Linked DNA regions of Gossypium hirsutum: region 1 is linked to region 2. Evidence: chromatin contacts called from public Hi-C data. All regions are on one chromosome and are shown on one strand. The core of a region is the stretch at or near the end of the contact, and the rest is flanking DNA. Distances in the headings are between cores, read along the strand shown. Region 1 holds the start of LOC107913110 (BEL1-like homeodomain protein 4). Region 2 holds the start of LOC107957434 (probable galacturonosyltransferase-like 1).

Region 1 (6,494 bases), core at 3,363-5,862, 180 kb before region 2:
TCTGCTAAGTTTCAGTATTTGTGTCTTTTATTCAGAAATCAGAATCTATGTCCCGGGCTAAAGAATCTTAAAATAAAGAGAAATTATCTCTCTCAAAATAGTGATTGAAAATATAATCCAAATCCATGCAAGTTCTTCTGAGCTTACTGATGGTTCTTTCCTAAGGGGTTTGCTTTCCATCTTCATCTTATCGGTCCCAACAATCATATGAAAGCTGTAAATATCTACGATATATACATATAACTTGAACTGAATTCAGTATTTTTCTTTTAGAGTGAAAGAAAGGACTAAGACATACCTGATTTCTCGATAAACCAGTCTGTCGAGCCAACAGATGCTTATCTGCATCGCTTGGGTACCTGAGATAGAGACCAGAAAATGACATCAGAGTCATTGCCCAAAACCGTGTAAAGAGCCTCCCATGTTTATCTACCCCCTAACCTAGGGTGGTATTGAGCCTTTCTTTATGTCCCTGCACGGGCGTGAGAATCTAAAGAAGAAATATCATATCATCAGCAGCAGCAGCTGCAGCAGTTTTGCAGAAGTAACGAAGGGGACAACTTGTTTCAACTCTCTCACCATTTTCGTGCATATCACTATTTCATTTTTAGCCAAAAACAAAAGAAAAAGAATATCTTTTGTTTGTTTGGGTTTATGCCCATGAGAGAGAGAGAGAGAGAGAGAGAGAGAGAGGGTGTCTTTCGTTAAATTATGATGCTTTATTAAAAGTTGTTTTTTAGCAACTAATTTATGGGTCTGGGTCTGTGATTGACAAAATTAAAGTAGAGAGGGAAATAAAGGTCTTTTAACATCTTTTTGGCTGACAAGACAACATCTAAGGACACTGCATTGCTCTTTTTTCCACGCACTAATCAGAAAGCATGACAATGGGTAAAGAAGAGTTGGATTTTGTGTGAGCTAATAATAAAGTGCCATTATGTCATATACTTAATTATGAAGAAGAAGAAGAAGATTCTACTAGTGTTAGAGTAGGGTTAGATTAAGAGGTAAAGGCAAGGCAACGTACGGATGGAGAAAATGTTCGAAAAGCCAGGCTCTCAAAATGTTGACTGAACGTTCAGGCAGGCCCCTTTGGGGTCTCCAAGCTTCCTGTTCCATCATACCCATTTGGTTGAACGCTCTTTGCTGTCTTAAGCTTTGCTCTAACATCCTCAGCCTCGGCGTCTCTCCTTTCGTTATGCCTGAGCTCCCTGCTCCATCTTTCTCCCCCAGCATCTCACAGCTGTGTTTCAGTTGTGCTGATATCGCGTCTTTCAAACACCTGAAATGCCTTGACATCGCCTTCTGAGCAAGGGCGGTATATGGCACTGCTGCCCCAAACCCCATCACCAGATCGAATGAGTTCACTACCATTTGCATTTGTTCACAGTAATGGTTGTATCTCCTCTCCACCTGCCAAAACCATAAATTACACCATATGTTCAGTGTCGTTGTTAGTCATTGTTTACGATAAAAACATTAAAAGTAGATCATCTGATTTTATTGACACAACCATGTTATATAATAATAGTAAAAATAATAAAGCATTTGACAAGACTTATTTGCTGTTAAGGAAACCCCCCCTCCCGCCCCAAATAATAAATGCCTTAATCAAAGCTTGGTACAGTTAAATAATTTTAATGGCAAGTGAGAACTGGGAACTAAGATATCCTTTTGTGTGTGTTTTTTCCCTTCTTTTCCTATACTCAATTGACTGGCCGGTGAGCGCAAACAAGAACAAATAGGCGAAAGAGCAATATAAGGGGGAAAAAATTACAGTATGGAAAAAGAGTGGAAAATGAAAGCACAACGCCTTTCCCAGAGTCAACCAGGTTATTATATATATATATGGCTTTCCCTGAAATATTGCTATGATGGGTATGGATCTCTCGGGTAGCAGTGGCTTCAATGATTTTGATACGTAATATGGTGGGCTAATGGTCACCTTCCAAATCAGAAGGGACGTCGCTTCACGATTGAGTGCATACCCTTAATAGTAATCTCTCATGTCTTCCACCAAACCAGGTTGAGTACTTAAACACACCCACCAATCCAATAAAAAAAAAGACAAAGTGAAAAGGATAATCAAACTCTACCAACTAGATCCTGTAGAACCCTATTGCACCAGCCGGCTTTGCTCTATCTGGGGTTTTTTTTTGTTTAAAATATTCTTATTCGTTACTGTGCTGTGGTACTGATGTTTGATTTGAAAATTAATGGAGGTATTCAAATAAATGATCGGCAGACAATTAAAAAAAAAGATTGGGTCTTAGTCACTTGAAGAAGAGAGTGGAACTATGAAAGAGAAAATAGGGGAATAGAGAAAGAGATTACATGCCTCATCAAGCATGGATAACAGTTTGACCTTCCTTCTTTGGTGTTCAATTCTATCAGCTGCTGATAAAGGAGGGAGATCCTTTGTTGATGAAGAAGAACCACCACCACCTGCACCGCCGCTACTACCAGGATCAGAACTAGGGTTTGTGTTGTTTCTACCGAACTTGTTCTTCTTGAACTGGCCTCTTCCAACACTGCAGAATTCTTCCAACAATTCTTGAGCTGCTTTAACGTACTTTGAATTTCTTAATACATTGACCATTCCTAATGAGGATCCGAACCCAACATGATGAACCTGTTGGTTTTGTCCCACTCCGCCTTGCAGATGCATTGTCTGATGATGATGACTACCCAAATTCCTGTACTGATGAAACTGAGCAGCGGAACCCCCTCCTTGATTATAGTACAGTAAACCCCCGTCTCCCATCCCTAATTCTTCAGCTTTAGCAGCCTCCAAGTGTTGCAAAGAAGATGATAAAGATAGTGAAAGACCTTGGCCTTCCACAACACTTCCAATTTCATTTAGGCTGCTGAGTTGGGAATCAGTGTTGTTGCCTCCTTCATGAGCACTACCAGGAACCCAAGTAAATTGAGGTGGAGATAGAACAGTACTTGTGCCGAAACCCCCTCCAGGACCTGATACGTTAAACCCTTGAAGAGAAGTAGATGGATTTGGAAGCAACATGTGAAGAGTATTAGAAGAAGTTGCTGGAGGAGGTGGAGGAGGAGATGGTGATCGTTGCTGCGGATTCATCAAGAAAAGATGCATGGCAGCTGCTGAGTCGGCATTAATGCTTGGTAGCTGCTGCTGCTGCTGAGCTAAACTGTCACGGGTAATGTGACTCTTCGATTCACCTAACTGTCCCAAACCCCCAACAGCACCTTGCCTGTTGCTATACCACTCGTTGGTATTACCTGGGGCTGGCCGGTGTGCTCGATAATTCGGCTGTACATGCTGGTCTAGTAACTCGGTCGAGGCAGTGGCGGCGGCAGCGGCAGCAGCCGCACCCGAAGGGAAATTGAACATTTCGGATAACATACCTGCGGTTTCATAAACAGGAAGAGAAGTTGATTCTTCCTCTTCTATCCCTACTAATGGTGGAGGTGGCGGCTCAAAGCCTTGAACTCTTAGTTTATCTCTCCGGATCTGCTGTTCTAAGTGCTGTTGCTGCTGCTGTTGGTGTTCTTGGTGGCTTACGGCTGATCTCTCGAACCCATTCGAGAAGCTGAAGATGCCAGCTGCTTGATGGTAATCTTGGGACATAGAATTAGTAGAATTGTTGCTCTTGTGTTGAATTGGGATTTGATGGTGAATTTTTTTGGAGGGTTGAGATTCTTGAGAAAGAATTGATGCGACGAGTGGTGGCGTTGCTATTCCCATATCAGCATCGTCTTCTTCATCATCAGATCCTTTTTCTTTATTTACCTCTCTCCGTCTATCAAATTCCTTCACCTTCTTGCTGTTTCAATTATGAATCGGTAACCCACATAGAGAAACAAATAACACCCATCACAAAAAAAAAAAATCTCTCTCATCAAACAAAAAGGAAAAAAGAAAAAGGAAAGATAGGAACAGAAAGGAACAGAAAGGATCAAATTCTCTCAGTTAAGTGAAGGAAAAAAAGAAAAAGAAATGGTGTAAGGGATGAAACAAGTCTATGTTGATTATGTTTTGGATGTTGTTGTAACCCTTTTGATCATTTTCAGCTATATATGAGAGAGAGAGAGAGAGAGAGAGAGAGAGAGTGTGTGTGTATATATAGGCAGACCTTGTTAGAGTTGCAGCAACATATGAAAGGATATAAAGCTCTTATAGCTAGACATATCCCTTCTGTGTGTTATTATTGAAAGCTTCTTCAATTCCCTCCCTCCTTTCTTTTCATTTCCTTTCATTTCCTTTCTCACTGTGTATGTGTGCAGTCCTCCGTCTGTCGTCTCTTTCTTTCTCTTTCTCTCCTTTTCCTTCCTTGCAGTAGTGACTATATATTATTTTTCACCCCTTGAATATTCCCATGGTGAAACTATATGAATATAAGGGGAGAAAAGAAAAGAAGTGAGAAAGGAATGAAAATGGAGGGTGATCTGAGAAAAACAGATAATTCACTTTCACAACAAAACATATAGAGATAACCTTAGCCTCCCCAAAGACAGAGAGGTGAGAGAAAATAAGAAACAAAAAAGTGGTCGCTATTCTTTTCTCCTTCACCACTTTTCACGCTGCCAATATTTTTTATACTAATTATTATTTTTATTTCCTATTCTATTTTTCTTTAAATTCATAATCAAGACTTGAGTTTTAATTTGTTAGATATATTTTCAATTTACAAAAATAACCTTAACTACAAAATTTAGATTGCGGAGAAAAATAAAATGAAAAAACCCGAATAATTTGGGTAGAAAGTCGGCTATTACTGTAATTTTAATAGACACGCAAGTTACGGAATAAAATAAAGATAAGGTCAGTACAAAGTCATCTCAATCATCCAAACTACCACCATCATTGCATATGTTTAAATGACTAAACTGCCCCAGTTGCTTGTTTTATATTCATCAACAGCAATAGTTGGTAAGGGTAAAAATATCATTTCGGGACTTTTTTATTTTGCATTTAATAACAGAAATAAAGCCATATTTTTTTTATTATGAAAAATTTTAATATCATCAAAGATGTTTAATAAAAAATAAGATAGAGGGGCACGTGCCAAAGGCTGGGGATGAAGACAAGTTAGGTTTTATATAGGGGGTTGTAAGGTCTGAAAAGCACACTTAACTGCTTTCTGGTTTGGCAATGTCAAGATGGACATGTTTCATTAATCTTTTTCTTATGTCTTTTATCTTTCAACTTATGTTTCCCCTTTTCTTTAAAAAATCATCAGCTCCATTAAATTTGTAATATGCCTTCACTTTCCTTTTTCTCGTATCTAACATATCCGTTAATACAAAAACCAAACCTCTATATTTGTAATCAAATATCTGTTTGGGATAGAGATTAATTAATATTATTGATTACTTACCAAATTCACTTTTGTTTTCATATTTCATCTCAAAACTATATATTATAACACTTACATTATATATAACAGGGACAAAACACTGAATGGTACCTTAATTTAATGTACCATGTTCCCTCAAACTTTGTCTACATATATAATTACCAAGAGATTTTCCATCATCTGAAAATGCTATTTAACTAATAATAGTTGTATTTCTAAACAAAGCTTATATTAGTGTTTTAGCTAAGATTTGACAATATACTTAATTTATTAGTTTTCTTGGTCTACACGTGCGGGCAATGATTACCCAAAGAGTGAAAATAAGAGAAACGGGAGCTGGAGACAATAATTGTTTAACAATAATTAACTTTTTATCTTCACCTCCTAGGTTTAATTTACATTACTTTCTAAAAATGTATACCTTTATTTTTAATTATTGTTATTTATCAATGATAATCATAAATTTTAATTCATATAAGAAAATATAATGTTAACTTTAAAAAAATAAAATATTCTGCATCAATTTTAATAATAGTTCATGATAAATAAGAAATAAATTTAAACTAAATCAATAAAAATATTTAATAAAAGTAATTGAAAATAATTGATTACATTTGATTTTCTTTTCAAAGAAAACTCACAAAATATTTTTTACTTATACCAAACAAATAACAAAAAAGATAAAAAAAAGGTTTTAGGAGCGCTTGTTTCACACTCTATAAACTTATAGAAAATTTAAAAAAAAATTAATTTGATACCATTATTATTCGAATATGATTTGATATCACCTCTTCAAATAACCATGACTTTAATTCTACATTTTTTTATATAATTCTAACACATTAATGCTAAAAATATTCATTTTTTAGCAATACTTTTTCTTAGATGTTACTTGATTGAATATGCCTAATTACTGAATGTTATTTTAATATTAAAAATATTTATTATTTTAATAAATTATTTAATATTTCAATTTTATTTTAATAATAAATTTTAAAAATAATAATTTTCAATAATATTCTTCACACATTATTGAAAATATTCAATATTAATATTTTAATAATAAATATTTATTATAATTATAAATATATTAATAATAAATATTTTTTAGTATAAATTTTAAAATATGTCATAAGTCTATGTACTCTTCACAAATTTGTAATT
Region 2 (7,412 bases), core at 1,727-4,226:
GAAAATAAATTTAAATTGATATTAGAATACAAAATTAAAAAACTATAGTTATTTTAACCAACCAAATTTTATTTTTTATTTCATTTATAATTAATCAAATATTTTATAATATAAAAATAAATATCTCATATTTGGAATAGTAAAAATAACTTAAAAAATTATATATAAAGATATTTTCAAACAAATATCATACTTTACTTACTTCAAACATAATTTTTTAGAAATATTTATGAAAAAAGTTTTGTAATTTTATCGAAAAATGTCTAAAGGTTATAAAATAAAGCTTATTTTGTTAAAATAAGTTCAAAAACTCAAAACTCAAAATTAGTATGAAAAAAATTGAAACTTAACTCAAACCAAATCATGATACTTAATTTGTTTTTTTTAAAAGAAATTGATCAAATTCAACTCACTCGTAATTGAATATGGAACTTGAAAGTTTGCTATTTTAATTGTAAATGTTGATTAACTGAAAAAATCGACTAATAAAAATGAGTTTGATTTATTCAAAATTTTTCATGGATTGGTTCAATTCCAGCTTTAAAAGAAATCGATTGAATTGATTTTTAGCGATTTTGAATTGAGTCAACAAGTTTTTCACTCTTAACTACCGCTTAAACAAAATAGATGATAACATGTGTCCTATTAATTATATTTAAAATTTTATAAAATAATAAATGAAAACATCATTATTATTTTCGTGAAATTTATTTAATTGAACTGCAAACTAATATAAATTAGTTGAATTGAACTAAAAACTTAATTGAATTGATAGATATTGATCTAATGAATTTTAAATAATTTATTTAATAGAATGGTTCATACCAACGAATCCACCAAGATATTAGTCCAAAGAAAAATTTTAGAACAATTGAACTGCAATTGATTAAACTATGCTAAAAACCTAATTGAACTGATAGATTTGATTGTGAAAACCTTAAGCAATTTTACTATTGGAATAGCTAGATTTACTGATATATATATATTCAAGGATATAGAGATTATAAGTACAAATAGAGATTATTTAAAAAGAATAAAGAAAATGTAATTAAATGGGAAAAGTAAAGCTAGCTGGTCCATCAAATATCAATCTCAAGAATTTAGTCAAAGTATGAAAGGTACATGTCTAGCTTTGGCAGGACAGTAACAACCCCCAAAAGTAAAGGAGGGAAATTAGAAAATAAAGAACCATAAATAATAAAAGTTAGAATAGTAAATTATTTGTACCCATTACCATGTATCCCATGATAAAGCTTCCTCTTCAAATTTAGAAACTGCAAGAATTATATAGGTAGTAAACAAACTGGGCACTGTTAGAAAATGGAAACCAATTACTGAACATGTATATTGTCTTCAACAACCTCATCACTTTAACAATCAAGCAGCAATTGAAATTAAAAAGAGAAGATGAACATAAAATTTGAAACCAATTTATTCTTCTTGATCTATAGCTGTAGTTGTTATATATACTGTTTTCAATTACATAGATGGAAAAGAAAACAAAAAGTAGATTAATGTAGTAAGATTGTTAAAGCTCTGTTGTATAATCTATGAACATTGAACACCTCCCCCCCCCCCAACATTTGCCACCATCTGCAAGAGAGAAACATCTTAATTTTACACTCAAATCTATGTTGTGTGTATGTTCTATGGCCTCATCCAACTAAAAATCTCAGGCCTAGATATGAAAACATAGAGTAATCATATATAAAAATAATTAAGATACCAAAATTTTAGGACTCCAAGGCAAATGGTGTTTGCAGCAGATCATACGGAGCCCATAAAGCATCCAAAGGACAAGGTCTGTTTGCATCTAATCTCACCCATGGCTTCCCTTTCCCACTCCAATGCAGTAAGCTAACTGGACCAGGATGCAAATTTCTACACAATCCTCTATAGTTATCTCCTCCGAGGCCATGTTGGTTCCATCGATGATCAACTGGAGCTATATTCCCTGCAAAGACGAGTAAAAACGGTGGCAAAGACCCTAACTCATAGATCCTCATTCTCTTTTGAAGCTCCATCCATTCTATAATCTTGGTAGTGTAATCTCCTTGTCGCCATCTTTGCAAATCTATCACCATTACCCCAGTGTTGAAATAACAGGCTTTGCGTCCGGCAAATGTTAGAGATAACGTTGGGTTTGACCAGAAGGTTGGGGTGAAGTAGGAAGTGAAGTTGGCGTTGCAATACTCCGGTGCAGCTAAAACCGAGCGGTCTCCGAGCGGCGTCGCGGCGAGTTTAGCAATGTCGTCGACGAGGACGAGGTCTGAGTCTAAGTAAACGACTCGGCTGAGACACGGTGGGAGGAGGTTGGCGAGGTAGTTGCGGGCATAGTTTAGAGGGCAGTCAAGCGCCGAGCGGATGGAGGTGGAAATGAGTCCCGACACCTTGGAGGAGTCGTATGGGTAGATTTGGAACTTGAGGGAAGGGAAAGAGCGGGAGATAGTGAGGCGGAGGTGTTGGTGGTTGGCTGTGGAGGAGGGGATGAAGTGGAAGCGGATGTTTTGAGGGCAAGAAGAGTGCTGGAGGACGGAGAGAATGGCAGCCATTGACCCACGTAAGTAGGCAGCGTCTAGGGTCATTGCAACATGGACAGCTTGGTGGGAGCACATTTCATTGGTGTCCAAGGAAGGGCAAGCGGGAGAGTTGTAAAACTGTGGAGCTTCTTTGAATATTTGATAATTAGTGGTAGTGGCGGAGGCAGGGGCAGAATTGGTGGCAGTGATGAGGAGGAAGAGGAGGAGAAGAAGGTGGTGTCGGTGGAGGTGACCATGTGGTTCAGGCATTTTGTTGGAGGGAATCCAAGAGGATATCGGAAATTAAGAAAGGGCTATAAAGTGTTTAGACTACGTTTATTAACCCTTTTAAGAGTGGGGGCGGGGACGGATCCTTGGTTCCCACGGTGCCAAAAAAGGGGTGCTGCAGCCACCCAAAGTAAAAGGTTTTTGAAACAACTCAAACTCTCAAGTCTTTGGCTTCACATTTGCTTGTTGCAAAATGTTTTCCCTTTTTATAAAGAAAAAGATCGCATATTGAAAATGAAGCAACATATATTTAAATTTTAAATCTTAAAAATAATCATATGAATCTATTAAATTAATTAAAACCATATATTTACCTTCTTCTTTAATGCTCCTTGTATTGATTGACATAATTACAAAATTGCAGTCAAGTCAGTTGGTGATTTATATGGTAATAGGGTTTAATGAGTACAAATATGGTAGCAAATCAGGTCATTACGACATAGTTTCCGTTTTATGGTAAGATATGGAATGTCTTTCATTCAAGATTTGCTAATTAAACATGGTAAGGTTGGGAAAGAAAATACGTTAAAACTAGCCTTTTTACTGTATCTAGAACCCATTATGTAAACATTCTTTCTCCAATTTTCTTGGTTTTCATTCTTTTTCACCATATAAAAAAAAATAGACAAAAAGGGCGGATTGTAGTTAACTTGAATTTACAATGACGTATTATCAACGATCTAGTTGAGCCATCCACGTCTAGGAAAGCCCTAGCACAAGAGTTTTTGCCTTCAATCTAAGGATTTGCATGTTCAGCGTAACCAAAAAAAAAAACATTAAAAATAGTATTATTTTATTCTTTTGGTCTCTAATTTGATCCACATATTCCGTGAAAAATTAAATGCAGAAGCTTACCGGTGTCCTAAAGTTAAAAATGCAGTAAAGCTAAATAATATTATCAAGGCAACGTCGTCCCAGTCCAGGTGGCTGCAATATGTGGGTCCATAGAGTGCCACCTAAGCAAGTCATAGGTAATCATTAAAGACAAAACGGAAGTTCACTTTTGTTAGGAGATAGGGACATGGAAACCAAGAAATTGGTGGGAAATGCTTCTCTTAACTAGACATTTTGCCTTCCCTCTCACTCTCACCTTATCTAACTTCTTGTGTTGTATCACGAATATGTGACCTAACCAGGGCTCCAGCCTTCCATAATTACTAAAACCGTCCACTTCTATTTTATTCTTTTTTGAAAATTACATGCCCATATTCACCATGTTCCATAATAATATCTCCCTTTTTCTTGTATCACATAATATAATGTTATAAAAGCCATCGTTTGTCATATTCGCAAGAATCCAATAAGTCTTTCCAAGTGTTGATTATTATTTTCTATTATTTCATACATCTTTGATATTTTTAAAGTATAATTGCAATTTAGAGATAAAATGAGTTATACAAAACTTGTAACTTGATTTTCTTGGCCAACATAAAGCTTCTTACCTAATTGGTCTTAATTTATATTATACGCTTACAAGATTAACATGAAAAGGAAGATAACACAGTATATGGGTAGCTACTTTCGAATTCCATTGTACTCAAATAAGTTAGTTGCCCTTAGTTATTAAAACAAAAGGATGTGAGTGGGACATGCATGGTTCCCTCTTTCATTAATAGAGTTTACACGAAGCAATTAATATATAAACCGAAGGCAAAGCTTTGCATGTGCTATACACATGACAAACCCCCCTATTTCTCTCTACACGATGACCCCAGCCTTCTTAATTAAACACCCCTCTTCTTTATTTTCTTTGATTAGATCCCCTTCGAATTTCCTCTCTGGATCTTTGATATAAAAAGGAAAAAAAAAAAGTTGAACCTCATGCAATCATGCTACCCTTTTCAACCGACATTGACAACCTTCTGCTGTCGGCACTGCCATCTCTCACCCCTTTATTTTGAAAATTAAGTTTCGAATCTTACTTTTTTTTTTCTTTAAAATAAATAAAGAAATTACGACTAAATCGTTAAATATGGAATCAAATGTTTCGACCTAAGCCACACGGTTTAGCCCCACAATGTGAAGATGATAGTTGAAAAAGGAGTAAAAGGGGTCAGCTTCAAGCGGCAATCCCCATAGTTTCACTCACTCTCAACTCTCAAACTAAGATTTGTCTTCGTAAAGTTAGGTTTGGTATAATATTTTCATATATTTTACCGGCACATAATTTGTATTTAAATAACATTAACGAGTGCCAATACGCAGGTTTCTATCTACAAAGTTCAAGTTCTATATTTTTAAATACTTTTTTCAACCTTTTTGTTTTCTATATTTTGACTTTTCTAGCTAGTTAATATCATAAACTTCAGCATTTCTGTCTCATTTGATTATATTTATAAATTTTAGCTACTTGAGATCATGTTAAATATTCTCATTTCATAGGTGGAACTTCAACCGTCCCTCCCCCCTCTCTATATATATATAGAAACAACCATAATAAATAAATAAATAAATTACACATAGAATCATTCAACTATAAAAAAAGTTTTATTTTAAACACTCAAAATAAAGAATTTACAATTCAAGCATCAAAGTTATATAGTTTGGTCATTTTGATTACTCCCGTTAAAACCACAAACGTCAACCTAACGTGACAGTTAAAAAATCAATATAATAACAAATTTAACCCTTAACTTTTACATATTATATCAATTTAATCATATTTTTTAAAAAAATAACCCTCAAAATTTAAAACTAATCTCAAATTAATTTTGTATCTAAAAAATTCAATATATATATATAAAAATACATAAATATTTTTTAAAAAATAAAAAATACATGAAAATTCTAAACTTGAGTTGATCGGCCTTTTGGAATCTAACCCAACTTTCTTGCTTTACTTCTTTTAAGTTGTTAACACTGCAATTTGGGTTGAATTATCCAAAAAATAGTAAATGGAGCGACGGTGGTGGGGGAAGCGAGGATGGGGACCGCGGTTAGGGATTTTTATTTTATTTAATATTAATATAATTATATTTATTTAATATGAATTTAAATATTAATATAAAATTTAAAATTTTCTTTATGTATTTTTATATATTTCTTTAATGTTTTTAAAATTAGGATCAATTTAAAATTATTTATAAATTTTGAGGGTTAGTTTTTTTAAAATTATGATGAATTTGATATTATATGTAAAAGTTTAGGCTAAATTTGTTATTATACCAATTTTTTTAACTGCTGCGTCAACTTGCCGTTTGTGATTTTAATAAGAGTGATCAAAATGACTGAACTATGTAACGTTGGTGCTTAAATTGCACACTTTTTATTTTGAGTGCCTAAAATGAAAATTTTGAATAGTTGAATGACTGCCTATTTTTTACCCTAAAAAAATTGATGAAATTAATATTCCTGAATTTGAACATGAAACTTAAAAGAGGGAATAGAAGTTAAAAAGGGTTTATTCATTGTTGTTTATAGTTAGGTTTTATTTTGTTAATTTATTTTGATAAGGGGAGCGAGAATGATAGAAAACTATAGCTGACCGCAGGCTGAAGCAAGAATGTTTTTTTTGGAGGGATTGAATTTGAAATATAAACTTTTAGAGAACTAAAAATGTAATTTTATTATTGTTAATGTAAAATTTTATAAATTTTCAAAGGACTAAACTATGAGCTTTTTATTTTTGGAGAAGCCATAATTGAACTTTAAATTTTAGGAGGGGCCAAATACACTTTTACTATTGAATTAACTTAAAATTTGCAATTTCTAAAGGTACTAAAGGGGTGATTTTTCATTTTGGAGCAATGCCTGTCCCCTCTAGCTTTGCTCCTGATTGACCAAAAACTCAAGAAACAATAAGAGGGAAGATATAAAACAACAAAGAAAGAAAGCTTTGGAGAAATCAGTTATGGCAAAAAAAAAAAAAAACTTATTCCGATGGTGATTTTAAAGTGAGGGACATGGCTAATTCATTTGGAAATTGATTATAACACTAATTTGCTAATGTTTGAACTTATAACCTATCCTGAAAACTAGCTAATATAATTCCCCAAATGCGCTTACTGCCTAGTTAGATGCATGTTCACCGTTTCTAATACTTAAAATTTTATTGTACATAAGTGGTGGAACTCGAAGGATTTAGTATGGAAAGTTGCATGGCACTATAAGTGTAACATCCCTCACCTAAATTCGTACTTAAATCTAAGTAAGGAATGTTATATTTCAAAACAAATATTTTATTTAAGAACCAAATTTTGTTATTCAAGTTCTCCTCATATTTTAGACCTTTTTTACAGCCATTTAAGGATTTTTGTAATGCTCTTAGGCTTTCTCTAAAGTTTGATTACATTTGGGGTTCATTCAGAACTATTTCGGATAAAAAAGAACAAAGTAGAGGAAAACAGGGTCAATGTCGCAACATCATAAGTCCAGTGTTGCGACACTAGGTTCTCTGGTGCTCATGTCGTGACATCTTGTGGCTAGTTTTGTGACCCTAAGTCCTCTTAACAAGTCAAAACTTGTGACAGCCTGATTTTGACCCTAATCGGAACAGTGGTTTCGGGACCACAAATTTGAGTCTAAAAAATATTTTAATATTATTTTCTGTGTTAATTATGTGTGAATTTACATATGTGAAAGTTTCGAGAATTTATTTTATTGTTT

The links. Hi-C and Micro-C count contacts between places; a contact is called where the count stands out from the background.
Region 1: a contact with region 2 is called in a Hi-C map of leaf, with 1.9 times the contacts expected there. The contact joins the promoter of LOC107913110 here to the promoter of LOC107957434 in region 2. A contact is called at or near these places in 2 of 34 Hi-C or Micro-C datasets (anther and leaf).

Annotation. Positions count from the first base shown.
Region 1 is chrD11:23,321,487-23,327,980 of Gossypium_hirsutum_v2.1, reverse strand. It overlaps LOC107913110 (BEL1-like homeodomain protein 4), which reads right to left and starts at 4,612. Exons shown (of 4, transcript XM_016841569.2): 1 at 2,339-4,612; 2 at 1,028-1,413; 3 at 299-359. The coding sequence starts at 3,718.
Region 2 is chrD11:23,141,879-23,149,290 of Gossypium_hirsutum_v2.1, reverse strand. LOC107957434 (probable galacturonosyltransferase-like 1) reads right to left here and starts at 2,976. Exons shown (of 2, transcript XM_041106521.1): 1 at 1,727-2,976; 2 at 1,368-1,593. The coding sequence starts at 2,789. The coding sequence ends at 1,734.